4 separate regions of the Sus scrofa genome follow, and all the other regions are linked to region 4. A link is a contact called in public HiChIP or PLAC-seq and promoter capture Hi-C data. All regions are on one chromosome and are shown on one strand. Each heading gives the region's core, a stretch centred on a gene start, on an enhancer-like site or on the middle of the called end of the contact. The rest is flanking DNA. Distances are from core to core; before and after follow the strand shown.

Evidence for each region. Promoter capture Hi-C pulls out the DNA fragments that hold promoters and counts their contacts. HiChIP or PLAC-seq counts read pairs in DNA pulled down with a chosen protein or histone mark.
Region 1: an H3K27ac HiChIP or PLAC-seq map of alveolar macrophages shows a contact between it and region 4. The contact joins the promoter of MCUR1 here to the promoter of NOL7 in region 4. A contact is called at or near these places in 1 of 47 Hi-C or Micro-C datasets (liver) and 2 of 2 datasets of contacts at active chromatin or transcription factors (alveolar macrophages and skeletal muscle).
Region 2: a contact with region 4 is called in a promoter capture Hi-C map of liver, with 6 times the contacts expected there. The contact joins the enhancer-like site here to the promoter of NOL7 in region 4. A contact is called at or near these places in 1 of 5 promoter capture datasets (liver), 5 of 47 Hi-C or Micro-C datasets (embryonic fibroblasts, heart right ventricle, liver and 1 more) and 2 of 2 datasets of contacts at active chromatin or transcription factors (alveolar macrophages and skeletal muscle).
Region 3: a contact with region 4 is called in an H3K27ac HiChIP or PLAC-seq map of skeletal muscle. The contact joins the enhancer-like site here to the promoter of NOL7 in region 4. A contact is called at or near these places in 1 of 5 promoter capture datasets (liver), 6 of 47 Hi-C or Micro-C datasets (fetal skeletal muscle, heart right ventricle, liver and 3 more) and 2 of 2 datasets of contacts at active chromatin or transcription factors (alveolar macrophages and skeletal muscle).

The regions. Positions count from the first base shown.
Region 1 is chr7:10,140,932-10,147,526 of Sscrofa11.1, forward strand. MCUR1 (mitochondrial calcium uniporter regulator 1) reads right to left here and starts at 1,966. Exons shown (of 8, transcript XM_005665577.3): 1 at 1,426-1,966. The coding sequence starts at 1,855.
Region 2 is chr7:9,782,322-9,788,806 of Sscrofa11.1, forward strand. The region is part of intron 1 of GFOD1 (glucose-fructose oxidoreductase domain-containing protein 1); the gene reads right to left. Among named protein-coding and RNA genes, the nearest start is that of GFOD1, 69 kb to the right of the region's middle. Within about 2 kb of position 1,265, at least 25 of the 83 cell types and tissues checked have an H3K27ac peak or open chromatin away from gene starts, as enhancers often do. A contact at or near this core is called in liver and skeletal muscle, where this site is marked.
Region 3 is chr7:9,721,433-9,727,640 of Sscrofa11.1, forward strand. No RefSeq gene overlaps it. Among named protein-coding and RNA genes, the nearest start is that of TBC1D7, 16 kb to the left of the region's middle. Within about 2 kb of position 2,464, at least 4 of the 83 cell types and tissues checked have an H3K27ac peak or open chromatin away from gene starts, as enhancers often do. A contact at or near this core is called in skeletal muscle, where this site is marked.
Region 4 is chr7:9,966,837-9,973,508 of Sscrofa11.1, forward strand. NOL7 (nucleolar protein 7) reads left to right here and starts at 2,647. Exons shown (of 9, transcript XM_021100198.1): 1 at 2,647-4,663; 2 at 4,752-4,812; 3 at 5,409-5,467. The coding sequence starts at 4,404. It overlaps SIRT5 (sirtuin 5), which reads left to right. Exons shown (of 10, transcript NM_001105308.1): 10 at 1,085-1,168. The coding sequence ends at 1,160.

The sequences.
Region 1 (6,595 bases), core at 716-3,215, 170 kb after region 4:
GGCTCAAAAACCTTTGAGTCTAGAATTAGCTTACGAAAAGTGACAGAATTATTCTAGGCCTCGATTCCTTTTTTTCCAGTAACAAATAATCATTGTGTAATTTAAAACAAAACACCTCCTTGCACACACAAAACAAACTATCACTGCTACTTTTGAAGCAAGTGAATTCCAATTTAGATACGGCAGATTTTTTTTCTTTTCAAAAAAAATTTGGAATTTCAATTGCAAGCTCATTTCAAAGAAATATTACTGCTGTCTGAAAAGTTGAGAAAACGACTAGCCACTTGCCACTTAGCCCTCCAAGCCCTGCTGATGGAAGGTGAATTCTGTCTTGCCTCCATCCAAGGGCAGTCCCTGAGGACACAGCAGTATTCTGGCACTGGGAACACCTCTGACTCACTTTTCCTCCTTTATTGTGACAACAAAACGAGGCCCAAGAACTATGAATTCCCACTAACAATCAGGAAACAAGTAACCTGACCTATGCTAAAGTATAACATGTAATTCTCCTTTGGGGAGGGGAAACTTGAGCATATAGAAAGGATATTAAAACCCTACACGAGAAGCTCAAAGTTAGATCCTTAGCCCATGAGCGAGGTCAGGGATGGAACCTGCGTCCTCATGGATACTAGGCAGATTCGTTTCCACTGAGGCACGACAGGGAACTCCTGCTTAGGCTTTCTTAACCTCACGCAAGACCCCCTGCCTCACCTCCTTTAAGTATTTCATCAAACGGCACCTTCTCCATGAAACCTACTCCAATGACTATTTAAATTAGTAACTGGAGGCTCACTCACTTCGTGGTGATCTTACCCCCTTTATATTTTTACAGCATTCATCAGATTATATACATTATTTATGCATGCATAAATAATACACACACATATATATATTCTCCTCTGCTAGAATTAAGCTCCAAGTAGGAAAAGATTTTGTTAGCTGATACATCCCGCGGACCCAGCAGAGTGCCAGGGAGAGTGGAAGCCGGTGCTTAACGAATTAATGAAGCCACGAGAGTTTGAAATTAAAGTATAAAACAATCCCTTCATGTCCCTTAGCTTCCATCCTCAAACTCGCAAGCCTCCGGCACACCTGCTCCTTTACCGGAGTCGCTACACACACCGCGCACCTGCAAAACAGAAACCTGCGAGCGGGCGCCACGCGGCGGCTCTACAAACGCGCGCGCTCCCTCCTCCCCGCTCGTACCTCCTGCCCCGCATTCCATTAAAAGCTGCGCCCTGCACCCGGCGCCCGCAGCCCGACTCACTCGGATCCTCTCCGCTGAGGGAGCCCAGGAGAGCGCGGACCAGAAGGGCGGGGCCCGACAGACCTTCGTCCCCGCGGCCGGGAGGAGCCCGGCGACCTCGGCTGACCCGCCCTCAGGAGCGCAGAGCCCAGCTCCCGCCGCCCCGGCCCGGCCCTCACCTCTCCTCGAGGAAGCGAGGGCGGCCACCCGCCGGAGGCATAGGTGGAGCGCGCCCGCCGCGCAGGCGACGCGGGGGGCCAGGCCCGGCTGCCACCTCCACGCGCCGCCGCGCCCGGCCGGGGGAGACGAGGGCCCGGCGCGCCACCGCTCCCAGTTCGCCAGCGGCCGGCGAGGGCCGGCGGCGGCCAGGCGCGGGAAGGGCACAAGCAGGACGAGGAACAGCGGGGAGGCACGTGACGCGCTGGCACGGGCCGCCGGGCCGCGGGGCCGCAGCGCCCCCAGACCGCCGGGGAGCGTGGGCACGAGGCGGCGCGCGGGAACGCCACGGCCGCCCGGGCTTCCGCCGCGGCCCGCGGCCAGGAAGAGCAGAAGGCGCCGGCGGCCGGGCAGGCGCTTCGGCTTCTCCCCCGCGACGGAGCCGCAGTCCATCTCCGACGCGGTCACTGGCCCGGCCGCGCGCTCATGCCGGTCGCGCGCGGCCGCGGCGCGACACCGACAGCAGGAGCGAGCGTCGGCGGCAGCGCCGAACCGGGTCTTTCCTGTCGGGCGGGCGGGGCTCTGGGCGCGCGCTGGCGGAGGGGCGGGGCTCCAGGGCTCGAAGGGGCGGGCTCCGGGGCTCGAAGGGGCGGGGCTCCGGAAAAAGGCGCGTCCCAGTCCCAGCGAGTTCCAGTCCGGCAACCCGGAGGACCAGGAGGTGGCGGTGGGCTCTCCCGGAGCTGGATGACCTCGGTATTGCCACGATTTGCATATTCAGTACACCGATGTCCTTATAAAGCCATTAATTACCCTGGTGCTTTTCAGAATCCCAAGTCCGAGCACCACCAGGCTGCCCTAGGTTTTCCTAGTCCAAAGTTCCCCAAAGTGTGGCGCTGGGGTGCGTTTTAAAGAATTGTTAGCCGGGTGTATTTTAAAGAATTGTTAGAAGGTATAGCCGTTACATATTCAACACATTTAAAGCTAAACTTTCAGCTTGATGAGTGCGTCATAGAAGTGAGAAAGTTTCCATCTGAGAATTTCAAACGTAGGAGCTTGAGTGGTCAGTGAGACCTGCTGGTATAAAAGGATATCTGATTCCAGGGGCGTTCAGGTCAGTGAACTTTTTGAATGCCTATCGCACCTATCTCCAATATTGGTCCATTGTGTGAATTCAGCAGTGTTTCTTGAATGAATGAATGCAGTGCTCAAGGCACCAACCTAGAAGATACAAAAATAAAAAATAAAAGGAGCCCTTTTTTTTTTTTTTTTTTTTTTTTTTTTTTTTTTTTTTGCTATTTCTTGGGCCGCTCCCGGCATATGGAGGTTCCCAGGCAAGGGGTTCAATCGGAGCTGTAGCCACCAGCCTATGCCAGAGACACAGCAACTCGGGAACGGAGCCGCGTCTGCAACCTACACCACGGCTCACAGCAACGCCGGATCGTCAACCCACTGAGCAAGGGCAGGGACCGAACCCGCAACCTCATGGTTCCTAGTCGGATTCGTTAACCACTGTGCCACGACGGGAACTCCAAGAGCGCTGTTTTCTTACACACCTGTATATATAAAATACATGACACGAAGAAGAGACAGAGCTATAAAGTGCTGGTAAGAAGAGAGGGCATATGGTTATGGAAGTGATGTAAGTGGCTATCAAAATATTAAGAATTAAAAACATTAAAGGCCCAAGTAGACACTTTCAGAAGGGGTTAGTAGGAGTTATACATCCTTAGAACTGATAGGAAACAATTTAGCAATATGCTTCAACAGTGTTTTATGTTCATAAAATTTGCTTAAGTCACCCAACTCTGAAAATTTAACCTAAGGGAATAATACAAAATATTTTTTTAAAACTCTACTAGATTGGACTATATGAACTTGTCATTTTGATAGATCAAAATGTTGAAGATTTTTAATTTCATAGGGATCAACCTAATACATGCACAAAGATATTCACTGTATTGTAATTTATGATTGTGAAAAGATGGAAGACACAAATTCCAACATTAGAGGAATGGTTAAATAAACTATGGCACAGACTTTATTTAATGAAAGCCGTTTGTAGCTTTTTGAGGTTGAGGTATAACTTACATGTAATAAAAATGCACAGATCTTAGTTCAGTTTGATGATTTTTGATTGTATACCTCATATAACCACTACCCAAACAAAATATAGAATACGTCCATCACTCCAGAAAAGCTCTAGTGTGCCCCTTTCCAGTTTTTTAGATAATCTGCCTGCTTCTCAAAAGACAACCATTTTCTTTTTTGTCCTTTTTTTTTTTTTTTTTTTGTCTTTTTTTGCCATTTCTTGGGCCGCTTCCTTGGCATATGGAGGTTAGGAGTCGAATGGGAGCTGTAGCCGCCGGCCTGCACCAGAGCCACAGCAACACAGGATCGGAGCCGCGTCTGCGACCTACACCACAGCTCACAGCAACGCTGGATCCTTAACCCACTGAGCAAGGCCAGGGATCGAACCCGCAACCTCATGGTTCTTAGTCGGATTCGTTAACCCGCTGAGCCACGATGGGAACTCCAACCATTTTCTGATTTCAGTCACCACAGATTAGTTTGGTTTGTTCTTGAACTTCCTATAAATGCAGTCATACAATAAACATTGCCTTTTGTCTGACTTCCTTCTGCCTCGTGTCTGCCTTCAATGCAATAGCCGTGAGATTCACCCCTGTTGTTTATCTGTAATTAGTTCCTCTTTAGTGTTGAATAGCATTGCATTGTATCACTGTGCCACAATTTGGTTGCCCATCCTCCTGTTGATGGCATTTCATTTGTCGCCAGTTTTTGGCTGTTATGAATAAGGCCATTGTGAACATTCTTGCATGTCGTTGCGTGGACATATGCGATATACCCCTGGTTAAAGAAAAAATTATTCAGCCACTTGTTAAAGCACAGTAAGGAGGGCTTGATTCAAGGGATGCACTAGTTTGTTAGGTATGGGGACCACTGTGCTGAAACACCGCAGTGGGGAGAGAGATTGGGCTCATTTCCGAATATAGCAGGGGCAGGTGGGAACTTAGAGCCAAGGAGCTGGGTGGGGGGCAGTGGATGGGGAATTACCAAGAGAAAACATCAGCAGTAAGGAGGATTCTGGCTAAACCAACCGACAAGACTCTTGCCAAAGGCAGGCCAGGGTGATCAGACATCACCCAGAGGATAAAGAACTGGATCAAAGATGGAGGGTGATCAGATACACCTTCCCTTTGGTTCCAGCATCCTGGTTTTCCACTGGGAGCCCCTCTTTCCTGTTCCTAGTCCATGTGGTTTGGGTGGGTCCGTCTCCTTCCAGGCCCCAGGCACGAGCACGTCACACAATCAGAGTCAGTGAGCTTCAATTCTGGGATTTTCCTAGAGTTATTGGGAAAATTTCTTATTTTATTGGGATATCCATCCATAGATTTTTGAACCTCAAGGTCTGGGGGCTACTTCATGGCCTGAGGCCGAAGCTGTTATGGAGAAAGCAGACCTAAAAGATGAAGAGAGATGCTCTGGTTCTAGCTCAGAAATGGACACTCTTATTTATATAAACCAACCAACTGCTTTTGTTTAAACCGAGTGAGGTTTCTGTCTCTTATTCTTACAAGAGCCTAACGAATGGAGAGACTAAATACAGGGATCTAAAGGCCAAATGAAAAGAAGCCTCATAAATTAAGGCTTCACTGTGACAAAGTGGGTTAATGATCTGATGTTGTTTCATGTCGGTGACGTTTTGATCCCTGGCCTGGCACAATGGGTTAAGGATTTGGCGTTGCTGCAGCCTCAGCAGAGGTCACAGCTATAGCTCAGATTTGATCCCTGATTCTGGACACATCCACACGCCTAGATGCGGCTAGAAAAAACAAACAAACGGGGGCTTCAGGCAGGGGCCCAAGCCCCCCAAGGTTCAGGACTCTCTGACAAAGTTGGACTGGAGAATATGCTTGGACACAGGGCCAAAGTGAAGCCCTTCTACACCCTCCCTGCTTCTGGACCCAGGGACCTTCCATGAACAGAGCTGGGTTCACAGAGCAGACCCTCGAAGACCCACCAGCTGTGAGATCTCTCTCTACCAGGAGGGCCAGAACCCTTTTATCAGCCCAGAGATGGCATCAGAGGAATCTATATAATAAACTCACTCAGTCTAGCCCTTATCTCCCATCAGCTCCTCGGGTATTTACCTTCCCATCATTTGCTGCCCCTAGAAGCTCAGTCCCTTTCCTTCGTCTTGCCATTTCTCTACAAGATCGTGCCTCTTTGCTAAGATGCTGCATAAGCCCAAGTTCTAACCACTCCTCGGTGCTGCTCATCTCTGACTGCTCCCATGTGTGTGTACTTTGTACATGTTAAGAAGCCTCTGTTTTTCCCTTGTAAATCTGTCTTTTTCATCAGTCTAATTTATGGGGCCCCAGCCAGGGAATCTAAGATGGGAAGAGGGAAGAAAGTTTTTCTTCCTTTACACTTGGCAAATATACTTTCAAACTGGAAAAATCGAAAATGTGTGTAAAAGCCACACATTTCATGGTTTCATGGTTGTATGGTTTTATGTGCTTTTTACATGACAGAGGCTTGGCAAAATATCAAAGATGATGAAGGTAATTATTATTGGGCCCATTTGCATGTTCTATTTCTGGGGAATCAATATTCAGATGAGTACTGAAATAAAGACTTCCTAGTTCATACATTTTTTTCCCTTTTTCTTTTTATGGCTGCGCCTGTGGCATATGGAAGTTCCTGGGCTAGGGGTCGAATTGGAGCTGCAGCTCCTGGCCTACACCACAGCCACAGCCATGCCAGATCCTAGCTTTGTCTGAGACCTACACTGTAGCTTGCAGTGATGCGGGATCCTTAACCCACTGAGGGAGGCTAGGGATTGAACCCACGTCCTTATGGATACTAGTCTGGTTCTTAACCTGCTGAACCACAACAGAAACTCCCCATACATTTTTATCTACTCTATAAAATTAATTTTTCTTTCCTTCATTTCAGCAAAATCATTAATTATCTTGGTATAATGAAGATTTTCCCAAGTTTGTTTTCTTAGAATAGGAAAGATCTAAAGGATTAAAAAGTAAAATGTACTCAGATTGAATAAAAGTTAAATAATTTTGCATCCAAACATAAAATAAATGTAAAATTTAAAAACTTAAGTTGTTTCAGGAGTTCCCGTCGTGGCGCGGTGGTTAACGAATCCGACTAGGAACC
Region 2 (6,485 bases), core at 15-2,514, 190 kb before region 4:
GGCAAGAAGTTGTATCAGAGTACCGAGTGGACCCAGGCCAATGGTCCACCCTCTTGCTCTGTCACTCTGTCACTGGCCATCATGTCCCCTGGAAATGTCTGCCCCTGAGTCTATGCATGCTCCTGGCGCCTTTGCCGCTCTCTCTCCTCTCCTCTCTCTCCTTCCCCCCTTCTCCCTTCTCCCTCGCTTTGGTAAAGCTGCTGGCCACACAATTTTGTGGAGCATTTGCCCATGATGCCCTGGGCCTTTCACACTCTCGCAGGCAGCAGAAGGAAGCAGCAGAGGTGAACCGGCAGTCTTAAAAATCTGCCTGGGGACAGGCACCATGAGCACAAGGTCCCCACTTGCTAGGAATGCTTCTGTTGCCACTGATCTCCAGTCTCTCCTGCCACCAAGGTACAGGAGCACAGCTGGGGCCAGCAGGGACAATGACATGTGATAAGCCTGCATTCCTTGGCCAGGGATAATCAAAAGAAGAAATCTGGGCCAAGAAAAACTAATAAAATCTTTTCTAATGGATGGTGCCCACAGGGGCATTCCACGCCAGGAGGGTGGGGAGCTCGCACGTGGCTGAAATTGAGCTCTTTCCTCCTCCAAGGCTGAAAAGGATGGCTGAGCATTCTTTGGCCAAAACGGGGGGTGGGCGTGGGGGAGCACGGCTCTGAAGCATGCATCGCCCCTCCCACCAAGGCCACCCAGCTCCCACCACCTGGCGCAGCAAGCACCTGTGCCCCTGTTTCAAATAAGCACGTGTACAGACCAACCCACAGCTAAACCCAAGAGACGGCCTAGCAGATCAGCCCCCAAGACTGCCGAGGGAACCAGGTTCCATCTCAGAGTTCAATTTGGTTTTGCCTTTTGAACAGCAGGAACTACCCAGCACAAAGATGCCCACGACAAAGAAGGCAACAGAAAATGCATGAGATGGCTAAGCCGCTAAAATCAGGCCCTAGCATCTGCAGGTATGGTTTTCTTCCACTTTCAGTTGCTGAAGTAAAACCATGTTTGTTCTGCAAAGGGAGAAGGGCTCATAATACCAGTCGATGGCAATTTGTATCCGGCCGTGGAAGGCAGCCACTTAAAAGGCTGTCCCCCAGTCAGGCTAAGGGGCATGAAACCACTTGTAAGCACCCGCTAATAGGCCAGGCGCTCGGGGGAGGCCACTGGAGGAAAACAAGAAAACCTGGCGTGGACCCTGTCCACGAGCATCCTGCAATCTGGATGGGCCGGAAAGATGTGCATATTTGGAAGTGACTGGAGGTGGCAGTGCGGTCACACTGGACAGAGGGCCAGATCGTGTGACGCAGGCATCAGTGCTTAAGAATGTGGAGAGTGCCAGGGTCAGCCAGCCCCACTGTACTGCCAACCAACTAGACAAAACTAGCTGGTCAGGCCACAGGGCCCAGCTGCTTGTCTGAGACAGGCGGTGATGCCTTTGGTAGCTCGGGGTTATAACGGCGTCCCTGGCTGGACACACTGCCCAGCACAGAACGGGACAGAGTGGGTCTGAGAGCAGCTCCTGGCGCCAGCACCTGCTGCGCGTGTGACCCCAGGCCCCTCACACGATACTGCTGGGCGCCCACAGCTCCAGCTATAAATGGAGACGGATACATGCACTCCCATCATTGGGCTGTGGTAGAAAGAGCTTGGGCGCAGTGCCTGGCACCCAGGGGGTGCCTGATAAATGCCAGCTGTCATGACCGCGGGCCTGGGCTTCTAAAAGGCCACCCCTCAGCTAACAGCAGGAATCAGCATATTCAGACCAAGTCCAAGGATAGATTCAGTAACAGAAAGTCAACTTAACTGTGAGCGGACAAGGAAGGGCGATTAATTACAAAACAGAAAGAGACTCACAGACAACAGAAAACTAACTTGTGGTTACCAAAGGGGAAAGTGAATCAGGAAGGAATACATTAGGAGTCTGGGATTAACAGGTGCGCACCACTCTATATCAAATAGATAACAACAAGGATTTACTATAGGGCCCAGGGAACTATACTATATTCAAATTCATGTAATACTCCATAATGAAGAATCGGGAGCGAATATATATGCTTAAGTGAATCCCCTCACTGTACACCTGAAACTAACATAATATTTATAAATCACATCTACTTCAGTTAAAAAAAAAAAAAAAGATAAGGGAGTTCGAGGCCCCAGGTGCCAGGAACACAGCATTATGCAGAAGAGGCTGTAGCTCAGAGCGAAGGTCACGGTCCCCCCAGCTCACATGGTCAGGTACAGAAGGCCACCTGCTCTTCCTGCGGGCGGCCAGCGGCTGCGGCACCCAAGCAGGGAAGCGAGGTCAGGGCTCAGGGGAAAGGGCATCGGATGTTCCAGAACATCCAGCGGCAGCCAAGGAGCCCACCCTGTGCTGCAAGGACTCACAACCTGTCACCGCCTGGATTCCCGTCACTCCCCAGCAGCCTCCCCCTCCTGGCGAGAACGCCTAGAACATTCCCCAGAGTTTAAAACATTACCCTCCTGTTCTCATGTTTTCTTTCTTATTTTCTTTAAACTATTCATTTGTTTGGTTATTTATTTATTTATTTTTGTCTTTTTCTCGGGCCACATCCACAGCATACAGAGGTTCCCAGGCTAGGGGTGTAATTGGAGCTGAAGCCGCCGGCCTACGCCACAGCCACAGCAACACCAGATCCAAGCCATGTCTGCGACCTACACCACAGCTCATGGCAACTCTGGATCCTTAACCCACTGAGCGAGGCCAGGGATTGAACCCACAACCTCATGGTTCCTAGTCGGATTCGTTAACCACTGAGCCACGAAGGGAACTCCCTTGTGTTTTCTTAAAGTCAGTCCCCTCCTCTCTTCCACCCCTTCCACAATTTTGTGTGTGTGTGTGTGTGTGTGTTTTTAGGGCCACACCTGCGGCATACGGCGGTTCCCAGGCTAGGGTCAAATTGGAGCTACAGCCGCCAGCCTACACCACAGCCACAGCAATGCAGGATCCAAGCCGCCTCTGTGACCTACACCACAGCTCACAGCAACGCCGGATCCTTAACCCACTGAGTGAGGCCAGGGATCGACCTGCATCCTCATGGACAGGAGCCACAGCGGAACTCCCTCCACCCTTTCTAGAACTTGAACATGCAGGTCTGCTCAAGAGAACATTCCAGAACACGCCAAATCATGGGAAACATGACCTTTCCTTGCCAGCCAGATTGCCTGGCCTTTCCACCCACTGATGCCCTTCAATACCGACATGCCCTGGGCTGGGGGCCACTCTTCCTAAGGAACCGAATGCGGTACGGTTGAGTCACCCCACCTTCTCCACCCACCTTGTCTGGCCACCCAAGCTCAGAGCACAGAACCAAGCTCTCAGAACGTGGATGCTACTGGGCGTGGTCCAGGCCCAAGGGCAGCTGCCTATCTGGGATGCCTTCCCACCCCATCTTTCCTCAAGGTGAGGCATCTGCCCACGTCCTGGGCCAGAGGGGGATCTGGCCTTACCTCCCCAGGGTATCAAGTAAGAGGCCAGAACCGTGAGGGGCTGGCTTCACTATCTGGGCGAGCTGACTGCTCACACCCTTAGCAGACCAAGATCTGCTCTGGATTGGGGTGTGCAAAGGGCAAAACGAGATAAAGAGCACAAGGCACGCAGCTTGGCGTCTGGCACACGATGCCCACTCGCCTACCCCGTCATTAGCATCATTATCTGTATGCGTATTATGACTGGTGTGCAGTTTGCTTTTCATTCATTCAACAAACACTGACCATGCTTTTCCAGCATCAGCCATGTGCCAGCCACACATGGTCCCAGGCCCCCCGGAATTTAGAGTTGAGTTGGGGATACAGCCAATAAACAAGCAGAGACAGACACCATTTCAGGTGTGGAAGTTCCAGGAAGGAAGGCATCAAATGGAGTCTGTGATAGAGAACAGAGCAAACTCACAGTCGACAGCGAGACCAGCGATGCCCTCAGCAAAGTGATACTTAAACTATAATCTTTTTTTTTTTTTTTGGTCTTTTTAGGGCCACACCCATGGCATATGGAAATTCTCAGGCTAAGGTTTGAATTGGAGCCACAGCTGCTGGCCTACACCACAGTCACAGCAACACAGGATCGAGCCACGTCGGCAACCTACACCACAGCTCACAGCAATGCCAGATCCTTAACCGAGGAGGCCAGGGATCAAACCCATGTCCTCATGGATACTAGTCAGGTTCATTAACCGCTGAGCCATGACGGGAACTCTGCTAAAAATCGTCAGGATGAGAAAGAGCAAGAGCAGAGGCACACAGCACTCTGAGCAGAGGGAACAGCAGGTGTGATGGCCCTGGGATGGGCAGAAGTTTGACAAGTCCCCAAAATGACAGAAAGCCGGTATGGCTGCCATGCCATCACAAAGGGAGAGTCACTGGGTGAGATGGAGGGTTGGGCAGAGACAAAAACTAAAGGCTTTGGAAGGAAGTTTGCTTTTTTTTACCCTAAGGGTGACAGGGAGACACCAAAAGGTTTTCACTGGGAAACCTCGCTTAGATGGATCACGCCTGATTCAACTATTCATAGCAAACATTTATTCTGTTTTTTTTTTTTTTTTCTTTTTAGAACCACACCCATGACATGTGGAAGTTCCCAGGCTAGGGGTCTAATGGGAACTGCAGCTGTCGGCCTACGTCGCAGCCACAGCAACACCAGATCCAAGCCACGTCTGCAACCTACACCACAGCTCATGGTAATGCTGGATCCTTAACCCACTGAGCAGGGCCAGGGATGGAACCCACATCCCCGTGGATACTAATTGGGTTCTTAGCCCACTGAGCCACAACGGGAACTCCAAACAAACATTTATTCTTATCGAGCACTCGGTGTGTGCCAGGCTCTGGGATAAGAGTTTCACGTGCATTACCTAAGTGACATGGCAGTGATGGGTGCTAGGGTGATGGCATTGGGGACAGAGAGGTGGACACACTTGAGACATATTTAAGAGTGAAGAGGGTGGTTAGGCTTTGCCAGCAGAGCGGACGGGGCCCAGGGAAAAACCAGCTCAGACACGGCCGCTGGCTTCCCCACCTGTTCCATTATCACCATTATTATCTCCAGGGAACAATTATCATTTAGCTAAAGGACAAGATTAACTCAATTCGTCAACTAATTTATAAAGCACCCGCTATACACATTTATAAAGCACCCGCTATATACATGGCACATGTATTCAGTAAGAAGCACGTGCCAGCCCATGCTTGGGTACTCTGGCTTTACCAATGGCTGAGTCCAAAAATAGTTTCCAGGAGTTACCTGGTTACCTAGCGGTTAAAGATCTGGCAACTGTCACAGCTGCAGCTTGTTGTCACTGCTGTGGCTCAGGTTTAATCCCTGGCCCAGGAACATCTGTATGTCTTGGGTGCAGCAAAAAAAGAATAAGAAAAGGCAAAGAAATAGTTTCCATAAGACCTGACAAGTGATAAATGGTCCCGCTGATTTAAGTCAGCTGCGAGAGCAAAGCCAGAGGACAAACCTAAAGATGCAAAATACCAGTGCTACGGACCAACCCCGTGGTGCTGAGAGTACAGATGGCATCAACTAGCGAGAAGGGCCCTTTTTCTGTTCAGGAAGCCTGACAGACAAAGATGCAGGACAATGTCAGCTCAAAACAGCAACAAAGCCCTCAGCTCAGGGATGGCTTCTCAGAAATGGAGCCGGGAAAAAATTGCTGGGACACGGGGCTCTTCCAAGCACAGCATGAAGATACCGTCAGGTGCCACATTATCAAGGAAACAATAATGCATGTCTGGGTTGGAAACCTGCTGGGTCAATGATGAAGCTGAAAGAGCATATAATTCACCCTGGTGGAGAGTGCGCATGTGCGCGTGTACACGCGCAAGCGCATGCACACACACACACACACACACACACACTCATTTTAGTAAGAATGCATCAGGAAGACGTGGACCAAGGTCACTGACGTATAGATGAATCCACACTGTGCAGCAGGTACACTGAGGAAAGAAAAGCAAAGTGAGAAGACAAAGCGATGCTGTACAGGTGAGCGTCTTAGGTCCCCCATCCTACTCTCCCCGGGAGGATGGGTTAACCTGCAGGTAAGGAGAGAGAAAGGTATCACACTTGACTGACCTGGCTTCCGCCCCAGACCTGGATTAAGACTATCATTTTTGGAAGCCAGCCATTCGACTACTCTAAACTCTACACCAAAGCTACTGCAGGGGCTAGGCAAGACGACAAATCATAACAAAGTAGGGAAATGGACCAAAAAAAAAAAAAAAAAATGAGGGCTGGAACTGCAAGAGACAGTCATCTTTAGAGTAGGTAATTATCCCTCTCCTTAATTTCCCTTGTGAGATGCCAAAGTCAGACACACAGCCTGATTGACACAGAGCAGATCAAAGTAGGTCCTTCTGCAGAATACGCAGCCATCTAGAGGATTCTCCTTGCATGGAGAAAGTTTTATTTTTTTATCCCAGCTTCCGATTGGCTCATCCCTCCTTTAACAGAACAAGCCGGG
Region 3 (6,208 bases), core at 1,214-3,713, 250 kb before region 4:
AATTAGACACAGGGAGTGACAGAGAGCAGGAGTTGGCAATGACCTGGAGAGCAGAGCCTCAGCACCTGCATGAGTGGGAGGAGCCAGGGCAGGTTTGGGAGGAGCCTGTGGACACTGGTCAGTCTTGGACATAGAAAGTCTCAGATGCTCTCAGGCATCCAAGTGGAAACGTCATGTAGCTGACTGATCACAAGACTGAAGATGTCAATTTAATGCCTCTCAGCCCTAAATCCGCCTTTCAGGGCCTGCTCCCTGATAACGGAGTGGAACCTTGCACACATTTTTACTGTGCCCTCTGGCGTGATGTTAAGCTCTCTCAGCAGAGTGCCCTGGTGGGATGCTGCAAGAGCAAGGGGTTGCTTTTCCTAATTCTGGTGGACTTTTCTTGACAGGCACCTGTACTGCAAACCCGGCATCTACAGAGCTCTTGCAGTGGGCATTAGCTGGTGCCAGCACCTAGCAGGCGGCAGCACAAGACACCTCCTCCTGGAGGGCCTCCCATAGTGCCCTTTTGTGCAGCTTTGCACCAAGTCTCAAAGTACAGGCCAACCAGCAGGCAGCTTCCCCAGCACCCAAGCAGGCCAATAGCCAAGTGAGTCCCATCCATGCAGCAGCTAAGCAAACCCCCTCCCACCATCCCATGAACCTCAGCTGTTCCCTCTCTAGTGAGGTCTGGGTCTCAGCCCCAGGGTCCGAGTGGGGGTCCCCTATTCCAGATTTGTCCTCTTCTCAGGCTCTCTATCCCAGCCCTGGGGGTAGTGGCTGTTCCTTGTAGCTGCTTTTCCTGTATTTCTTAGAGTTTTTGTTTTTGTTTGTCTTTTTAGGGCTGTACCTGAGGCATGCAGAGGTTCCCAGGCCAAGGGCTGGATAGGGGCTACAGCTGCCTGCCTACATCACAGCCACAGCAGTGTCGGATCCAAGCCACAGCTTACAGCAATGCCAGATCCTTAACCCACTGAGTGAGGTGAGGGATTGAACCTGTGTCCTCATGGATGCCAGTCAGATTCATTTCTGCTGAGCCATCATGGGAACTTCTGTTTAGAGTTCTCTACTCCTTGCTAGCCAATCTTTTTTATTTATTTATTTTGTCTTTTTGCTATTTCTTGGGCCGCTCCCGCGGCATATGGAGGTTCCCAGGCTAGGGGTCGAATCGGAGCTGTAGCCACCAGCCTACACCAGAGCCACAGCAACGTGGGATCCGAGCCACGTCTGCAACCTACACCACAGCTCACGGCAATGCCGGATGGTTAACCCACTGAGCAAGGGCAGGGACCGAACCCGCAACCTCATGGTTCCTAGTCAGATTCGTTAACCACTGTGCCACGACGGGAACTCCCTTGCCAGCCAAGCTTGCATTGCTCTAGTCCCCCGTTATAATTAGACTAAACTGTCCCAGCTCAAATCACTGTGTGGTGTCTGTTTCCTAATCGGTCCCAGCCAATGGGGCTCAGCAGAGAGGTCCAGGCAGGAGGTATAAACTTGGGAGTCATCAGCCTATAAAGGCTACTTAAGAGCCATGAGATCACCAAGGCAGCGGGCAGAAGAAGAAAAGGAAAGAGGGGATACTTCAGTGTCAAAAGGTCAAGAGAAAAGGACAAATTCACATAAGAGACCAAGAAGGAGCAACCAGTGAGGGAAGAAGAAAGTCAGATTTTCCTGGAAACCAAACTTAAAAAGTCTATCAAGTCCCGAGCGATCAGTGTATCAAGTACCGCTGTCACATCAAGTTAAAGGAAGGAGGAGCGATGACCTTGACAAGACTGATGAAAGCAAAAGCCTGGTTGGAGTGGTTTTAGGAGAAAAGGGGATAAGAGATGGAGACAGAGCATATCAGCAGCTCTTTTGAGACGTTTGGTTGCAAAGAGAAGCAAAGAATTGGGTGGTGGTTGGAGGGATAGGGAGTGACGCCAAGATGCAGAAGCAGCGTGTATGTTGTTAGGAAATAGTTCAGTAGTAAAGGAAGAATCGCTGATTTGGTGAGAAGGGGGAGAATTTTCTGGAGCACATCCTGGAGCAGGGAGGGTAGGCTGCGACCCGGAGCACACGTGGGAAGATAGCTGAGGCTGCGTCGTTAGGGGTTGACCTAAGTCAAAAGTCAAGTGTAAGCATGGAGGTTAGGTCCAGGTGGGTCAGCGTGGGGGACTTCAGGTAGGGATGGAACAGGACCACGAGAATCAGCTGCATTTCTCAGCCTCGCCTGAAGGTAAGTGTAACCATGAGGCTAAGTCTTGGCCAAAGGATCTGAGAGGGTCATTTGTGTGAAACTTTGGGTCATGCCCTTAAAGGGAAGGAAGACATTCTCCCAAGTCCTCTTGCCTGCCGGCTGGGAGGCAAACTGTTATGAGCCATCCAGACCGGGACAACTTCCTGGAGAAGACAGAGCAACCAGATAAAGAAGCCAGGCCCCATCTGCTTAGGAGAGAAACTTTCCAGCTTCAGCTGCCACAGAGAAAGCTACACTTAACCTTGCTTAAGCTTCTGTTATTTTGAGCCTCTGTTTTATGCACCTAAATATAGCCAGATGAATACAGATTTCCAAATATGCCCCGAAGCTTGGAGAAGTTGTTTTGGAGGCTAAGTCTGTCTCATCAGGGTTTAACCACAGAGGTTAAAACATCCCCTCAATTTTAAAAGAAAAAAAAAGTGAATCAAAGACGCAACCAAAAAATTAAAGAGTATGCAAAAATCTAGTGTGTAGAGTCTACACGTCTAAACCCTTACCTATGTCCCTAGAAACTTCTAGGCGGCATGATGGGAGGCAGACCTGGGGTCCAGAAGACAGGCCTCTTCAGCAGCAAGGGGAGCACATGGAAAAGAGAATGAAGGCCCCTGACCTTGACCAGACACTCAATGGAAAGCTGTCATTCTTGGCTAGCTGAACTTGTCTCCCAAAGTCAAGCTGAGAAAGGGGTTGGGGGCTTAGAAGCGGCTACCCAAGACCCCCTTCCTCCACCTCCCTCCTGAAGAAAGGCAAAGTTCTCAGATCATAGAAATGCAGTAGACATTATTAGACAGAATAATTGAGGGGGGGACTCCAATATACGGAACACAGCATCTAGATCTGTGCTGTCCCCACGGGGACCCTGGGCCATCTGGGAAGGCCCGGCTGTATTTTCTGGCTATGTTCCTAGTTTCCTTTTTTAGTTTCTCTTTTTCCTTTCTGAAGGAATTCCGAGATGGTACAGGTTTACTTGGCTATTTATGTAGTGCTGTTGATCCCACATCACCTTGAAACCACTTAGCAGCTCTGGGCCTCCTAATCGCATCACTTACTGTCGGGAGGGAAGGTTGAAAGGAGGGAGAGGAATACCAACCTACCTTTTTTTTCCTACTGTACAGCATGGTGACCCAGTCACACATACACGTATACAATCTTTTTTTCTGACACGATCCTGCTCCATCCTAAGAGACTGGACATAGTTCCCAGTGCTACACAGCAGGATCTCATTGCATCTATGAAGCCCACGTTCCCAAACTATCCCACTCCCTCCCCAACCTATCTTGCTTTCCGGAAAAAAAAAAGTGCACACTGAAAGAAAGGAGGGAAGGAAGGAAGGAGGGAAGGAAGGAAGGAAAGAAGGAAAGAAGGAAAGAAAGAAAGAAAGAAAGAAAGAAAGAAAGAAAGAAAGAAAGAAAGAAAGAAAGAAAGAAAGAAAGAAAAGAAAGAAAAGAAAGAAAAGAAAAGAAAGAAGGAAGGAAGGAAGGAAAGAAAGAAAGAAAGAAAGAAAGAAAGAAAGAAAGAAAAAGAAAACGAAAGAAAGAAGGAAAGAAGGAAAGAAAGAGGAAAGAAAGAGAGTAAGTGAAGAAACTGACTCAGGAAACACTTGACTGATGGACTTTCTCCATCCTGGTGCACCTGCTCCCTTTTTTCCAGGAGTATGTACGTTAGTACCGTGTGGCAAACAGACTCCACGGGATTCATCACAGGCTGATTACTGTGCAATTTTTAAAGAGCCAGAAAATAAAAGGGGGGGAGGTGGGGAGGCGTCAGGAAAAAGCGGGCAGCTGAGTAGAAGTGGAAAGAAGCGGAGATCCATGAGCACGGAAGAACTGGGCTGAATAGGAAAGGGCGCTGCCCTTCAGACAGACTGCCGAGTGCCTTCTGGAACATTCTAGGGCAGAGCAAGAACACAGACCTTTGCAATGGCTTCCTTTTTGGCATCTATTTGTCTGAGTACCAGTTTCTTTTGGACTCGACTCATACTTGTAAATACTACAAAACCACAAACTTGATGGGCTAGCAATATTTTCTGCCCATCCTGGAGGGAGTAAAATCAAATATTAGCAATTCTCTGCTGAAGACAAGTTCTGACCTTTTTAAAGCTCTTAGAATCTAAGAGTAATTTTTCTCTTTTCTTTCTTTTTTTTTTTTTTTGCTGGAAGAGACTTTGATTATTTACTGGCTCTCTAACTTGAAGAAAGGAAGGCATGATTAATCTAATTTCTGTTTTAAATTCTTTTTCTTTCTTTCTTTCTTTTTTTTTTTTTTTTGGTCGTGCCCGCAGCATGAGGAAGTTCCCAGGCCAGGAACCAAACCCAAGCCATGGCAGTGATCTGAGCCACAGCAGTGACCACACCACATTCTTAGCCTGCTGAGCCACCAGGGAACTCCTAATTTTAGAGATGAGGCCGATGAGCCCTAGAAAGATGAGAGGATTTCATTTTCTTGAAGTCCAGCAGCAAGTAAGGTGGGGCAGGAAGTAGAAATCCAAGTTTCCCCTTCTGGCAAATGCTCTGTCTTACATGCTGTTGTCTCTCTGCCTGATGAGTGATCAGGGTGAATTATGAGGAATACACGGCTTTTGTGCTGGGAAACGGGAAGGAGAACAAACCAGTGTTACTTACAAGGCTGCAAAAATCAACGGGAACAGCAGGAGTGGTTCTTGAACCCCAGCTTCCATTAGAGTCTCCTGAAGAGCTGTGGTTGCCCCGCCCCTCAGCAGATGGGTTAAGTCAGAACCTAGGGGGGAGGGGCATGAGTAGGGGAGGTGGGGACCTTGGGGGCGGGATGGCAGAAACCTGGCTATATAGTTTGTGAAAAGATGCAGCCAGGGCTGAGAGCCACTGTTCTAGAACCGTGATTCTTAACGGGGAATAGATGGAGAACACAGACTCACCTGGGGCTATGACGTCTCGCACACACCTGGAGGGCCTGCTGGGCTGCCGTCTTGGAGGCGGTGGGGACTGAGGATTTGTGTTTCCAACAACCCCCCCCAGCCCCTCCCCGCACCCCCCCCCCATGATGCAGCTGAGCCGGGGAACACACTTTGAGAACCACTGCTCTACAGGTACCTTTTCAAACTGTCCCTAACCAGAGAGTCCGTTGTACCTGCTAGAGTGGGTAGTTGTTTTCCCCCCCCCGTGTTTTTAAGCCCTTAAAGTATTTTTTTTTTAATTTTTAAATTACTCAATGAATTTTATTACATTTATAGTTACACAACAATCATCACGACCCAACTTTGGCATTTCCATCCCAAAAGAGAGTGGATAATTCTGATGAAAAATCCAAGCAAGCGCACGTTCCCCTGTGGCACCGTGGTAGCTCAGGTAGCTGCTGTTGCGAGAGTTCAGTACCTGGCCCAGGAACTTCTGCATGCTGTGGATGCGGGGGGGGGAAAAAAAAAATCCAAGCAAAAATGATTAGAGCTCACAACCCCCATTGTAGTTGGTGTCACCTGTCAGGGGTCCTGCAGGAAAACACTGCCACCTGGCGACCCAGGACATGAAAAGCACAGTTGAACGCTGATCATACTTTCTCGTCTCAGCTGAAAGTCAAGTCTCTTGAAACTCACCCTAGAACTGGTTAGTTTTCAGAAAACAATGCTAAAAAGGCTATAAATGGTCTATTATCGGGCACGAAGGCAAGCCAGCAACTGGGAGCAAGGGCTTCATCTCAAGAACACCAGCTTGCTGGGAGAACTGGGGCCTCTTGATCTCCCTGGGGCTGGTCCCTTCCTTTACTTCACCTTATAGGGTAATTGCCAGGACCTCAGTCCCAGAATGAGGTCTGAGAACAGCCTGATCTCACAGCAAAGGCAGCAGTGAAATGACAACACAATGGATGCGGCCACTCCACAGTTCTCTGAATATAACAGGCCTGGGCAGGTCCCTGGGTTCTCTGGCTTGAAGATGAATCATGCCTGGGCCAGGCAAGGCCACAATGGTTCAAAGAAATAGTGTGTGAGCCGGTAAAAATCTGACAGAGGGG
Region 4 (6,672 bases), core at 1,397-3,896:
GATGTGCAGCCAGCATGAGAACCAATGCTCGAAGTCTTCATTGGGGTAAAATTGTGTCACAGGCGGTGTGGAAACCACTTACCTATAACCCTCTTCAGGGAGTGAGCTGGCTTCGTCCTAGACTCTCCAGGTCTTTTTAACCAGCCACGGCCTATGTCCTAGGCCGTGCTTCCTCAGCTGTGTCTTATAAGCAGCGGGAACCAGGAAGATGCCTTTTAAAAAACTGACTTCTCAGAGTTCCCACTGTGTCTCAGCGGGTTAAGGACCCAGCGTTGTCTCTCTGAGGATGCGGGTTCGATCCCTGCCCTCGCTCAGAGGGTAAAGGATCTGGCGTTGCTGTGGCGGTGGTATAGGCCAGCAGCTGCAGCTCCAGTTCGAGCCCTGGTCCAGGGAACTTCCACAAGCTGCAGGTGCAGCCATTAAAAATAATAATAATGTGACCAGTTTTTTTTATTTCATTTTTAATTGTGCTCAGTTGCTTTTCTTAGTAATAATGCACAGAAATTTGTTGGGTTTTCCCCCTGTGCTAAATGTTTTCCTTGAAGGAAGCAAAAGTTGTTAGGTTTTCTTCTTTTCTCCCCTCCTCTTTCTCTGTTTTTCCTGCTTTCTGCCAAGTCCGGCTAGTCGTGAGTTCCAGAGGGCGGCTTGAGAGGCCTCAGCTGATGCCTCAGTTAAAGTCCTCATCATCTGTGTGGTGCCTGAGGTGCTTCTCCTCTTGTCCTTAGTACCTGTGAGTGCTGTTCTGTGTAGTAGGTAAGGTTTCATAAAGCTTAGAATTTCAGTTATGAGTTTGGCTAAGTAATCACAGAATGCACTTTATAATCAAGTCTCCCCTTCTTCCTTGAAATAAAATTCTCATTTGTAACACCTCAATTCTAGGCATTTGCTTTCCCAGATGCCCTTGGTGACTGACGTGTCTTTGTTTGGAATTGTCAGACACCAGATGACAGAACTGGGCTCCAGAAGGCATAAGACTGCATGTGTGAGAACCTGGCTTTCACTCTGGATGTAACAAAGAGAGTTGACTTTCTGTAGCAGAATGTTCATTTTGCTCATAACTGCCATACCTCGTCTCCTGCTTCAGGTTTCACTTCCAGGGGCCATGTGGGACGACTCTTCCTGAAGCCCTAGCTCCTCATGAAACTGAACCTGTCTCTTAGTCGTCCCGGGGAAGGAAGAGATCACAGCACAGCGAAGTACCAGGCCACCGACGGGAGGAACTGCCTTGCCGATGGTGAGCTGGAGGTTGGAAGGTCTGGCAACATCTTGTGATTCTCCGGTTGGAATCCTCACTGCTGCCAAGTGACAGGGACGTAGAAGCAGGGGGAGTAAAGGTGTTCCGAAGTCATAGAACTTCTGAAGTCAATTCATGGGATTTGGTTTGAACCGAAACACAAGGTGCCTCTGACACGTTTGGTTGGTGACGGGGAGGGACACACGTTTGTCAGGGAATGATCTAAAAGATGTAATTTTCCAGATTGTATTTCTGCTCTTTGGGCAAGGCTAGAAGTAGAGGGCTAAACCCCTGATATTTGTGACTTTTGCACAAGGTTTGGTGGAAAATAAAAGCACTCTCTACAGCAGGTCATTTGCTGTATAAAGGTGGTTATCCCAAAAGATGTCTTCGTTGGGGGCTTTTTCTTTTCCGTGCTTAGCTTGTCTGGCTGCCTTCTTACCTCCGGGTCCAGAGAGAGAGCTTACACCATGAACTCATGCTCCTGCCAGGAAGGAAGGGAAACGTCACAGCCAGGTGGAAAATCAGGATGAGAGAGAAGAATGATGCAAAATGTGTCGACTCTGTGGATACACACGGCCGGCCGCCTCTCATTTAGCACCACCTTTCTCAGCAGCCAAGGGGGAAAGGGAGCTGCAGGTTGGCCGTTTCTCAAGATCGTAAACAGAAGCACGCTCCTCCTCCCCACAAACACAAGCCCTGTGGGGTCTGCCAGGCTTTCCAGACACTGAATTTCTTCGAAGGGAGTTTTTCCGGGGAGACTTTAATGATGTATGCTCGTGGTCATGCTCCCTTGAGGTCAGGTGGGAGGAATATAGCCTTCTCGAGTCCCACCGTCGAATCCAGCACCATGAAGGCCTGCGGGCAGCCAGCATCAGAGGCTTGATGGGGAGGAGTGGCAGGAAGGACGTACATTCGAGGTAGACTCCCTGGGCAATTGTGCAGCTGAGCCACGTCACCTCCACCCCTTACAAAAATTGCATTTAACATGACACCCTTGGCTTTTGTAGAAAGAGATGACAAGACACTGTGACAGAAAACCCTGTACTGTGTTTGCAAGTCCTGCCCTTTAATAAATCCTAAGGATCCCTTGCACGAGCAAGAGGGGGGTCCGTAAGCCTCAGGGAAGCTCAAGGACCAGCCAGGCTCCCTCAGGACTCCCTTCAGACTTTCCACGGGTGGGTCAAAGCATCTACACTGAGGGGCTTGTAATACTTCTCATGCAGTTTTTGTGTAGAATACCTTTCTTCACTTCTAATAGCTTTGCGGTAGGGCTTCTCAGAGTGTGCACTATCCATCTCCCTAGTGTTAGCCGTGATTCAAGTCAGCATACTGTCTCAGAGTCTGATTATATTTTTCATTTGTCGTTTCTATCTGACCAAGGCGTATTTTATTTTTTATTTTTTATTTTTTTTTGTCTTTTTGCTATTTCTTGAGCTGCTCCTGCAGCATGTGGAGGTTCCCAGGCTAGGGGTCGAATCGGAGCTGTAGCCACCGGCCTACGCCAGAGCCACAGCAACGCGGGATCCGAGCTGCGTCTGCAACCTACACCACAGCTCACGGCAACGCCGGATCGTCAACCCACTGAGCAAGGGCAGGGACCGAACCCGCAACCTCATGGTTCCTAGTCGGACTCGTTAACCACTGTGCTACAACGGAAACTCCAAGGTGTAAATATTTTAGAATTCTTCTTTTCAATTCCCTTCCTCCTAGGCCCTTGGCACCAGTGGCTTTTTTTGTTTCTGTTTTGCCATTTTTGTTCACCTTTTAGTCTTGTTTTTAAACTAGGAATTGCTTCTAAATCCGAGAAGATGAAAAGAGCATTGAAAATACTACAAAATTCATGTGAGGCAGGATCATTTGACTTAATTTAACATTACTGAACATCAACCATATGAGAGATGTTAGAAATACAGTGATGAGTGAGACGTGGACCTTGACTCAAGGAGCTCACAAGGATTTGGTTGGGACAACTGTCATCTAAACTATTACACAGCGTGGACACTACAGCAACAGAAATTTGTGCAAGATTCAGAGGAGAACGCAGTTAAGAGATGGGCGATGGGCGCAGCGAATGGGGGCGACGTTAAGGTGCTTGAAAGGCTTCAAGAGGAAGTCCGCCTGGCTGGGAGTTTTTGAAGTTTAAATAGGAATTCTGTGTGTGTAGGGGGATGGGGGGTGGGGGGTATCACTAGAGGGAACCGCCTGTACAAATGCAAGGGGCCTATGAAACAGCTTGGTTTGTTCAGAGAACGGTGAATCATTTGCTATTGTATCATGGGTTAGGAGAAGATAAAAGCAAAGATTATGAAGGGCCACGGAGGCTAAGAGACGAAATTCGCATACTTGGGGCGGGTGGGCGAGTGGGGTAAATACACACAGGCTGGGGTTGCGTTCACCAAGTCATTGTGTCATGGGCAGCCGCTGTGCAAGGTCCTGGGGTTGCAGCAGTGAACCCGGGATCCCTGCTCTCGCCGAGCTCACGTTCTAATGGGGGAGTCAGTCAACATACAGGGAGAGGGGTCAGTGAGAACGCGGAGCAGAGGCACGGACAGCCAGTGGCCCAGGGCTGGTGGTCAGGATTCCTGCGAGACGGCGGCCGAGGTCGCCACGCACACGTTTGCTGCTGAGGATTTGAGTCTGAGTATGTCGACCTTGTTTCTTCGTTGGTGACAATGGAACATGGGGTCCTGCCACTATAGCGCACTTCTCTCTTTTAAAAACCGCACTTCTTTGGGGAGTGGAGAGTGAAGGAAGCCGAATCTGGATCGATCAAGGAACCCCGAGCTTAAAAAAAAAGCGGCGATAGGGCGACTGGGCTTGCAGTCACCGGACGGCGTGGCTCCAGTTGCATGGAGGACCCAGTTAACCCTGCTCTCAGCATCCTCCCCGCCGAGAAACAAGCCCCACGTGCACTCGCTCTCGCAGCTCTGGACCGAGAAATGACCACCTGAGCTCCCGCTCGCAGCCTCCGGATCGGGCGGAAGGGAACGCCCCTTGCTTTCCTTAGGCCACGCCCTTCCCCGCCCTGCGCTTGCGCCTCCCGGTAGCTCAATGAAGCCTCCGAACCTGCAGAGGGCGGCAGAACCCCGTCGCCTGCTCTTTACGTCACGCTCTGCTGGCGGCTGCTTCCGGGTCAGAGGGTAGCAGTTTCGGCGCAGCTTGGGTCATGGTGCAGCTCCGGCCGCGCGCGTCTCGCGCCCCGGCCTCGGCGTCCGCGATGGTGGACGAGGGTCCGCCCGCCTCGGAGGAGGAGGCGGAGCACGGCCTGCTGCTTGGGCAGCCCAGCAGCGGCTCGGCCGCCGAGCCGCTGGAAGAAGACGAAGAGGATGATGAGCTTGACGACGAGGCCCCGGAGGAGCTCACTTTCGCCAGCGCCCAGGCGGAAGCAAAAGAAGAAGAGCGGCGAGTTCGGGAGACTGTGCGCAGGTTCGGAGCCCGCGGCCTGGCGGGGAGAAACGCCCCTTCCCGTCCCGCTCGTCCCTGCCCGCTCTGATTTTTCCACCGTTTCTTTCAGGGATAAGACGCTTCTGAAGGAGAAGAGGAAGCGACGCGAGGAGCTGTTCATCGAACAAAAGGTTAGAGGGGAGGGAGGCGTTTTTCACTGCCCAGCTCGGGTTAGAATTCGAAGCTGCTGCGACATGGGGTGGAGGAAGGTCGCTGATTGCTAATTTTTTCTTTACACAATGGTGACAAGACTGTGCGCGGGTGCTTTGTTGTCTATCGGTTGAAGATGGGAGTGAGAAGAGGTGAGAACCTCTGACGCTCCGTGAGGTAGTTTATCTGAAACTGGGTCGCTGTGAGAATTAAGCGCTTTGTAGCCCGAGGGCCTTACAAAGAGGATGGTTGGTTTGCTCTCTGGCGTTTAGCAGACTGGCTACAGAATTGCCCGCAGGTGGACGTGATAGTAACTGCTTTCAGTGTGTACCAGTGACCTGAGAGTAGAATGACAGTGGGCACTTGTCATTCTTCAGATCTTTCAAAGCATGTGGACGAGGTTCGGAGTTGCTGGTTCCCAGGCTTCCCACAGCTTAGAGATAGTGGAGGGCAGTGTTCAGCCCAGTTCACTATTTGTCTCTAGGGAGGGCTCTTCTTAAAATGGTAGTAAATTCAAAAGCAATCCGGGACATGTTGTCATGAACCTTTTTTACTGACTTTTAAAATGTCTTTTAAGAAAAGAAAACTTCTTCCAGATACTATCCTAGACAAGTTAACTGCAGCGTCACAGACTGAGTAAGTAATGGATCTTGTTTCATTACTCGTTTACATAGTCTTTTTGACTGTTAGTCTGTGCTAACTGGTACAGGTATTTATTTGAATCCAAATAACTGAAGAAACTATAACGCCTAAATTTAAAAGCTATACAGGAGGTATTTGAACTTAGAAAGGTGGAAGGAAATATTTCGTGTCTTTTTGACCATTTTTAATTTTTGTTGTGGTACCTGTAGCTTCTGAGTTGCTGACCCCAGTGACATTTTACCAATTTGGTAAATTGTCACCCACTGTCATTGTACTAGGGGCAGGATAGATGGTGTGAGTAAAAGCAGAGTGGCAGGCACTTATCCTCAGGCTCCTGAAATTCAGCTTTACCCCAACTTGCCTACTTGCTACCAACCTGTCCTCCCTCCTCGTTCCCCATTTCATTTGGCAGCTTTGCCACCCACCAGATTTTCAAAGCTAAATGCTATCCTCCTCTTCCTCATCTATGCCATGGAATCCATCAAACCATACTAAATTTAGGCTTCCAAATATTTGCTACTTTTCCCCCCTCTTCCCCCTTGTCTCCTCTTACTGCTTTCAGTTCAAAAGTTTAACCCTATATTTTGTGCCCAAGACAGTGGTTCTCAAGTTTTTTTTCTTTTTTTGCTTTGTAAGGCCGCAGGTACAGCATATGCAAGTTCCCAGGCTAGGGGTCAAATAGCTACAGCTGCCAGCCACAGGTAGATGGGCTCCTTAACCCACTGAGCGGCGCCAGGGATTGAACCCATGACCTCACGGGTAGCAGTCGGGTTCACGTCCATTGAGCCACAATGGGAACTCCTTAGATTTTCAATAAAAGAACTTTTCCAGAGTTATTGTGCTGAATACATCATAGTGGCAAAGTCCCTCTCATCTTGCAAAACCAAGCTCAGACATCACCCCTCCTTTCTCTTACTCCCTCTGCCCATCACTTCCTCCACGGTAGAACTTTTCCAGTGTGCAGGTGCTTCTGTATAGACATCTGTTTTTGCCAGTTTACCTTTCTCTCCTGAGACCACAGACTTCTTGAATAGTGCTCTGTCCTTGTTTCTTGTGTCTGAATTGTTGTATTAGTCCTTTGAGATCTCTCCAAATAAGATGAGGTAGCCCGCCACCTTCCATTTCATATTTCAAGACTTTCTTGTATAATTATTTTTCTTCAGCTGTTAACCACAACAGTCTGCTTCTTTGGAAGCCTG